Linked DNA regions of Mus musculus: region 1 is linked to region 2. A link is a contact called in public Hi-C data. All regions are on one chromosome and are shown on one strand. Each heading gives the region's core, a stretch centred on a gene start, on an enhancer-like site or on the middle of the called end of the contact. The rest is flanking DNA. Distances are from core to core; before and after follow the strand shown. Region 1 has its middle 100 kb from the start of Pcp4. Region 2 overlaps Pcp4 (Purkinje cell protein 4).

The links. A called contact is a pair of places that touch in the nucleus more often than the background predicts.
Region 1: a contact with region 2 is called in a Hi-C map of the N1E-115 cell line, with 1.8 times the contacts expected there. The contact joins two enhancer-like sites. A contact is called at or near these places in 5 of 484 Hi-C or Micro-C datasets (B cells, the C10 cell line, the N1E-115 cell line and 2 more) and 3 of 9 other capture datasets (adipose tissue, liver and pancreatic islet).

The regions. Positions count from the first base shown.
Region 1 is chr16:96,565,888-96,569,097 of GRCm38.p6, forward strand. No RefSeq gene overlaps it. Among named protein-coding and RNA genes, the nearest start is that of Pcp4, 100 kb to the left of the region's middle. Within about 2 kb of position 1,379, at least 1 of the 459 cell types and tissues checked has an H3K27ac peak or open chromatin away from gene starts, as enhancers often do. A contact at or near this core is called in the N1E-115 cell line, where this site is marked.
Region 2 is chr16:96,490,034-96,493,665 of GRCm38.p6, forward strand. The region is part of intron 1 of Pcp4 (Purkinje cell protein 4); the gene reads left to right. Among named protein-coding and RNA genes, the nearest start is that of Pcp4, 24 kb to the left of the region's middle. Within about 2 kb of position 2,003, at least 2 of the 459 cell types and tissues checked have an H3K27ac peak or open chromatin away from gene starts, as enhancers often do. A contact at or near this core is called in the N1E-115 cell line, where this site is marked.

The DNA.
Region 1 (3,210 bases), core at 129-2,628, 75 kb after region 2:
TTTAGGCCTTGACTCTTATGATGTTTGTTGCATGGGGGTAGGGGTATAGTATGGGGGTAGGGTTGGGGTGTGTGTGTTAAGATTCTAGTACTCTTCTGGGGAAGGCCACTTTCATACCCTAACCACTACACAGGTATCTTCCCAATTACATAGAAAACTCTTAGAGAAATAAAAATCAAGATTCCTTATGCCAAATAACAATGCTTTAAATTTCCAAGGAATTTCGGCCCAAATGGTAGGTTTCCCATTCTTTCATCTTTAATTACAGTTTGAGTTTGATCAAAAGAGAGCCACAAAGTTGCAGTATGACTTTAATTCAAGGCATGTGTTTGTTCTCTTATTTACTACTTACTTGAATGAAGGCCCATGATGGCAGAGTCCTTGTCCTTTGGGTCATTGTGAAATCCCAGCTTCCCTCAGCTGTGTTAGATCTGTTGTTTCTGAGTGGAAAAGTTGTCAGTGAAGAATGTTTGGAAACCTCTAGGCTCTGTGTTTGTGTATTTTCTTCATGTCAGAGCCCTTGCTTCTCCCTTGGCCTAGATCATCTGGTTCTCCTTGGGATCTTGATCACCTACTATTTCCTTGCATCCTATCAGACTGTGACAGTGGCCAAAAACAGTATGCTGAGTTCTGCAGATCACACTCGTGCACATGCACAGGTATGCACACACATATACACAGGCAACACACACACACACACACACACACACACACACACACACACACACACACACACACATGAGTATGTTCATGACAGAGGGGACAAGAGGCTGTGGAATATGCCTTTTGGTGACCACTGAGTGTAGTGTCTCACAGTCCCTATAGGAGAATATAGCTAGTGGCTTATCCAGTAATTTTCACAGGCTAGCAGGACCTAGGTGAGCTTACAAATGGCTCCTGGGTCCAGGAGAAGGGAAGATTACTGGACTGGATCTTTATCTGCAGGAGTAGAGTTGAGAGGGAGCTTATTGTGGGACTTTCCATTTTCCCACCCCTTTGTTAGAAGCAAGAACTTTTTTTTTTAGGCTTCATTAAAAATTTAATCCATAGCTGTTTATTCGAGTAGCCCCAGGCATCTTGTTGAGGTCAAGCTACTAACTAAGTGACAGATGTTGACTCTGTACTTTGATCTGTCTTTTCACTACCTGTTAAGGAAGGATAATAATAACATCCACTTCCCAGGATGTTGTCTGGAATAAGAGGATATACTAAGGGCACTTGAGCCTTGCCCGGGATTCACAGAGCTCTCGCTAGTGTTGTTGTGATGACTAGGCTGTTTGTGGATGTGGGCCAGGAAAACCCAAGGAGGAGCTAACTCTACCGCTAAGATTTCACTTCTCAAGGTCTCAGTTTCCCCTTATGTGAGCACAGTAAGATGTGCAAGCCCCTTAGAAAGATGGTCTAGCTCCCTTTCTAGTGTGATAAAGCACTCTGGACAGAAGCAACCTAGAGGGGAGGGTGTATTTGGCTTCCACTGCCAGATCAGAGCCCATCATCACAGGAGCTTAAGCAGGAACAGAAACCACAGAGAAATTCTGTGTGCTAGCTTGCTCACCAACTTAGCCAGCTTTCTTATGTGGCCTAGGCAATGGCTTTGCTGATGTTCACAGTAGGCTGGGCCCTCCTGTATCAGATAATAAGACAATCCCCACAGACATGCACATAAGTCAGTCTGATCTAGGTAATTCATCAACGGGGCTTTTCTCTCAGATGACTGGGCTGAGTCAAGTCGACAATTAAAGCTAACCAGAGCAGAAAGCATGTGTAAGGAACAGCCAACAAAACTGAGTCCCCGAGAGAGCAGCTACCCTCTTAACAGTATGCAGTCTGTCTGCTCTGCATCAGGATAATTTCCATTGACTGAATTACTTCTGCTGGCTGCTGACTCACATTTATCTAAGGGGTTCAAACTTATAGAAAGGTCTTGTCTTAGTTAGGGTTTTACTGCTGTGAACAGACGCTATGACCAAGGCAAGACCAATAAAGGACAACATTTAATTGGGGCTGGCTTACAGGTTCAGAGGTTCAGTCCATGATCATCAAGGTGGGAGCATGGCAGCATCCAGGCAAGAATGGTACAGGAGGAACTGAGAGTTCTACATCTTCATCTGAAGGCTGCTATTGGAAGGTTGACTTCCAAGCAGCTAGGACGAGGGTCTTAAAGATCATGCCCAGAGTGACACACTTATTTCACCAAGGCTACGCCTTCAAATAGTGCCACTCCCTGGGCCAAGCATATTCAAACCATGACAGGTCTTAGCATGTTTTAGGCTGCAGTAGTGACTTTATAACACCTCTGGTCTAGTGACTATCCCCTGGGGTATATGCATCTGGAGGTCTAAGATGTGAGGAGAATGTCTGGGTTGCTGAGCTGAGGGTGTTTCAGAATCCATGGGCACCATAGAGGCTTGGCTGCTTCTCAGGAAGCATGAACACAGGAAGGCTGGTGTGTCTTCCCTTCTGCCTCAGTACACTCAGCATGGAGTTGGTGAGATCGCTGCTGTAGGTATGTCCTGTGGGTATGTTGTGAGAAAGACCACGTATAAAGCTATGTCATAGAGAGTCCCTGAGCCGTGTGAGGTCCTGAGCGAGACATCAGGGGGATTTGGGAAGAGTGAATTTTGGGGCTGCTGTGAGATTAGAAGGGTAAATTGGAGCCCCACAAATGGATAGGGGAGGAACATGATGGGAAGGACGATGGGAGCAGAATAGGGAGGGATGCCACAAGCATAAGATAAAGCCAAAGACTGAGGGAATGGGGGTTATCTGGGATGAACACAGAACTGAATTCTGGAAATTGGGAAGCAGAAGTTGTTTATATACATTAAAAAAAAAAAAAAACAGGAGTAATTCATTGAAAAGAAGGCAGAGTAGAAATGTTCTTCTGCCCATAGAGTCTCCTCTGGGGACATAGGGAGGTGAGAGGTAGCTGCCTCCTTCGGATGGGGAGTGTATGTGGATTAGAAAAGGGCTGAAGACCTGTGGAGAGTCTGAAACATTCCTGTCTTCAAGAAAAGGGTCCAAATACCACATCACCTGTGGTCAATTAGCAAAAGTTGTCGACATTGATCTGCAGATGGTAAGTCCTTGAGCAACTTGGTAAAGGATGAGCCATAGGAGAAGGTAGGGATCCATGGGAACTTCAGGGAACCGGAATGGGGCCAGGAGCAGCCCGTGGAACCTGGGCAGGCCAGGAGGCTGAAGAACTTC
Region 2 (3,632 bases), core at 753-3,252:
GTCCGTTCATGAAAAATAAAATTTTCTTTGTTTCTCCTTTATGACCTTTGTGTATTTATCTATTCACTCACTTACCTGCCCATCTACTTATTTATCTATCATATATCCATTTACCTACCAACCATCTATCCATTATCCATTAATTCATCCACCCACTCATCAATCCATCTACCCATCCATCCATCCACCCATCAATCTATCCATCCATCTACCCACTCATCCATCTACCCACTCATTCATCCATCCATCCATCCATCCATCCATCCATCCATCCATCCATCCATCCACCCATCCATCCTTCAATCCATCCATCCATTGGCCCACTCATTGATCTATTGATCCATCTGTCCATGCACCAATCTATCTATCCATCCATCTACCAACCCACCCATTGATCTACTTGTTAATTGATCCACCCATTGATCTATTGATCCATCCATCCATTATTCTATACATCTATTCATTTATAACACATCCATTAATCTATCCATTGATCAATCAATCCATCCAATAGTCCATCCATTCTTCTAGCCACATAGTCATTTATTTTAGCATAGTTTAACTCTGGTACATGTGCTATCTATAAACTTAAAAACAACCTTACAGCTATCCTACTATTCAGCCCTTTGTTATTGGTCAGGCTACTTCATCCAAGTATTCTTGATACCTTTAACCTGTGGGTCAGGCTACTTCATCCAAGTATTCTTGATACCTTTAACCTGTGGGTGATAATGAGGCCACATTAGCCTTAAGACATGAATTCCCTTCTTTGGTCTCCCTAGCTGTAGTGATGGCTCAGGAGAGATGAGGTACACAGTGTGAAGAGATACTCCTACACAGTGGCTGAGAGTGGGACCTAACCACCTGGTTTTTGGGTTATAATCCTGGCTCAGCACTTCTCGGCTTTATGGCCTTGTGCAAAGTTCTGCTCTATGTCTTAGGATACAATGGGTAAAGTAAGGTTGGAAAGAGCACATACCTCATTAAAGACACTGTCAGAAATCACAAAGTTGGTTGGTGGTGTCTGACAGCCCCAGGACCTTGCCTAGACCCTTTGCTCCTTAATTCAGGAACACCTGTCATTCCATACAGTAGGACAGTTAAATGAACATGTGTGAGGACCAGACTCTGGGGACATAGAAACTTCTGGGCACTCTCCATGCACCCAATCTTCCTTTACTGGGTCCTTGAAACAAGATGCTGAAATGATGTGCTCTTTTTCTGTCAGGATCATTTTCTAATCTGAGACAGCATCTCCTCTGACAACTATCAGCTCCATTTTGCTTCCATCATACAAGAGCTGACACAAAAACCCCCGTCTTACAAATCCTCAGAGAATGACTCCTTTCTCTTCTCTCTGAGCATCTCATTTGGTCTTCCTCGGATTTCTAAAAAGTGATAGTTTATGGAGCCAGGTGGCATTTGTGGTATCTGAAAGGTATTGGTGTTTGAAGTGTTTTAAGATGACAAGGCAGAGCCTGCACCCACTTTGCACTTGTATTTCATTTAATTTGTCTTTATTCTGCCCTGGAAAATCTCACCTTTCATGCTGCACAATTTCCCTTTAATCTTCACCCATCTATGAATTATTCAAGGAAAGGCTTAGATAGTGGGCTTGTTCATACCCAGGGTGGCTGCTGCATCCCTGATTTGGGAAGGCTCATTTCCATCAGAAGCCACACATTTACTAGCTTTGTATGACAGAGGACCCGAGGTGGCATCAGATTAAGGACAGATGAAAAGAAATGGCTGTTGGTGCCCATACATCTGCTCTAGGCAAGGGATGAGCTATTCGGTTTAAATTAAGCTGGTTATGTTACAGCTTTCGCCAGGTAGGGGATGGATGCCATGGCAGAGATAATTGATGTCTGGCTGGAGATTGAATGCTGGCAAGTCTTTCATTGTGGAAACTCGAAGGTTCCAAATTAAATATGAAGAAGGGGCCAGCCGTTCTGTGATCTCTCCTCTCAACTCGCCTCTCCTCTCTGTTCCATTCAGGGAGGTGCTTGCCTCACTGGGTGGAGCATAGCATTTCTGACCAGATGGATGTCTGTTCTCTGTTTCACAGGGATGTGGGGTTATCATTCGCTCGGGGTAGTAAGCATTCAGAGGACATTTAACTAAACAGACATTTATATGCATCATTGACTTTGTTTGTTTACACTGACCAGAACCTGGATCTGTGTCCCACGAGTCACCATTGACTAGTGACCCAAGAATTTCTCATGACAACATTGAGCATTGAGGGGTACTGATTCCTTCTCCTAGGAGATGGTTTCTTGGCTGAAGTCTTGGACCCAGATATAAACTTTGAGGCTGCCGTTATTTCTTAGGGGTCACTTATTGTGGTTTGTCCTTTCTGGTGGCTGTCTTCACAAGACCCCTTTACTGTGGTTATGTCACGGTGATAGCTTCCACAGGACACCATTTTCTGGGAAAGGAGCCCAGGTTTCTGCCACTCAATTGGCTAGATCATGGTTCCTATGGGCTTGTCTTAGTCAGGGTTTCTATTCCTGCACAAACAACATGACTAAGAAGCAAGTTGGGGAGGGAAGGGTTTATTCAGCTTACACTTTCACATTGTTGTTCATCACTAAAGGAAGTCAGGACTGGAACTCAAGCAGGTCAGTAAGTAGGAGCTGATGGAGAGGCCTTGGAGGGATGTTCCTTACTGGCTTGCTTCCCCTGGCTTGCTCAGCTTACTCTCTTATAGAACCCAAGACTACCAGTCCAGGGGTGGCACCACCCACAATGAGCCCTCCCCTCCTTGATCACCAATGCAAAAAATGGCCCACAGCTGAATCTCATGGAGGCCCTTCCCTCCATGAGAGCAACTGAAGCTCCTGTTCTCTGTTCTCTGAGTTCTCTGTGCTAACTCCAACCTGTGTCAAGTTGACAGGGCCCCACTTCCTTCTCCTGGAAATTAGAGTCATTGCAGTCTCTTCCTGTGCTTTCAAATCAATGCTTTTGATAATTGTTAACTCTGATAACTGATAATTCTGACAAATGCCAGACACTTGGGTTGATAAGATACATCTTCCTCCCTCGATCAGAATAAATGCCATAATAAACCCCGAAGAGACATGCTTCCTGCTTACACACGTGTTACCTTTCACACACATCTCCAAAATTCCTCATGGAATCACCAAGAGTGATGCAAATCTAACCTTAAAAGTTATGTCTTCATACTGAGTTTAATGAGGGATGACTAAAATTTACTATAAACCTGCACAAAGCTGTCAAACAGTTAAGAGTATATTTAAAAATAACTCATAATGCATTTCGTATTTCTTGCCAAACTGGACAAATGGAAATACCCAGGACAGGCACAGACAGTGATAGATAAAGTGGCTCAGCAGTGGGAAGAATGATGAACATAGGAATCCCTTGTGCCTGTCAGAAGAACAGAGTGGTGTGAGGCCAGCCTCAGCAGCCCTGTGGTTGGCATACAGCCTTGGCTACGTGTCTCCTATTTAGATGAGTTTATGCTCAATCAACAACCCTCGCTGTCTGGCTTTCCATGCAACTCCTGAGTTGTATTCAGCCAGTAGTGGGCACTGATAAGGAAGGTGGCAGTTGACTCCAGCGGGTCCATGGTGGGAGTTAGTTTCATGATCTCACCAGCACTGTGA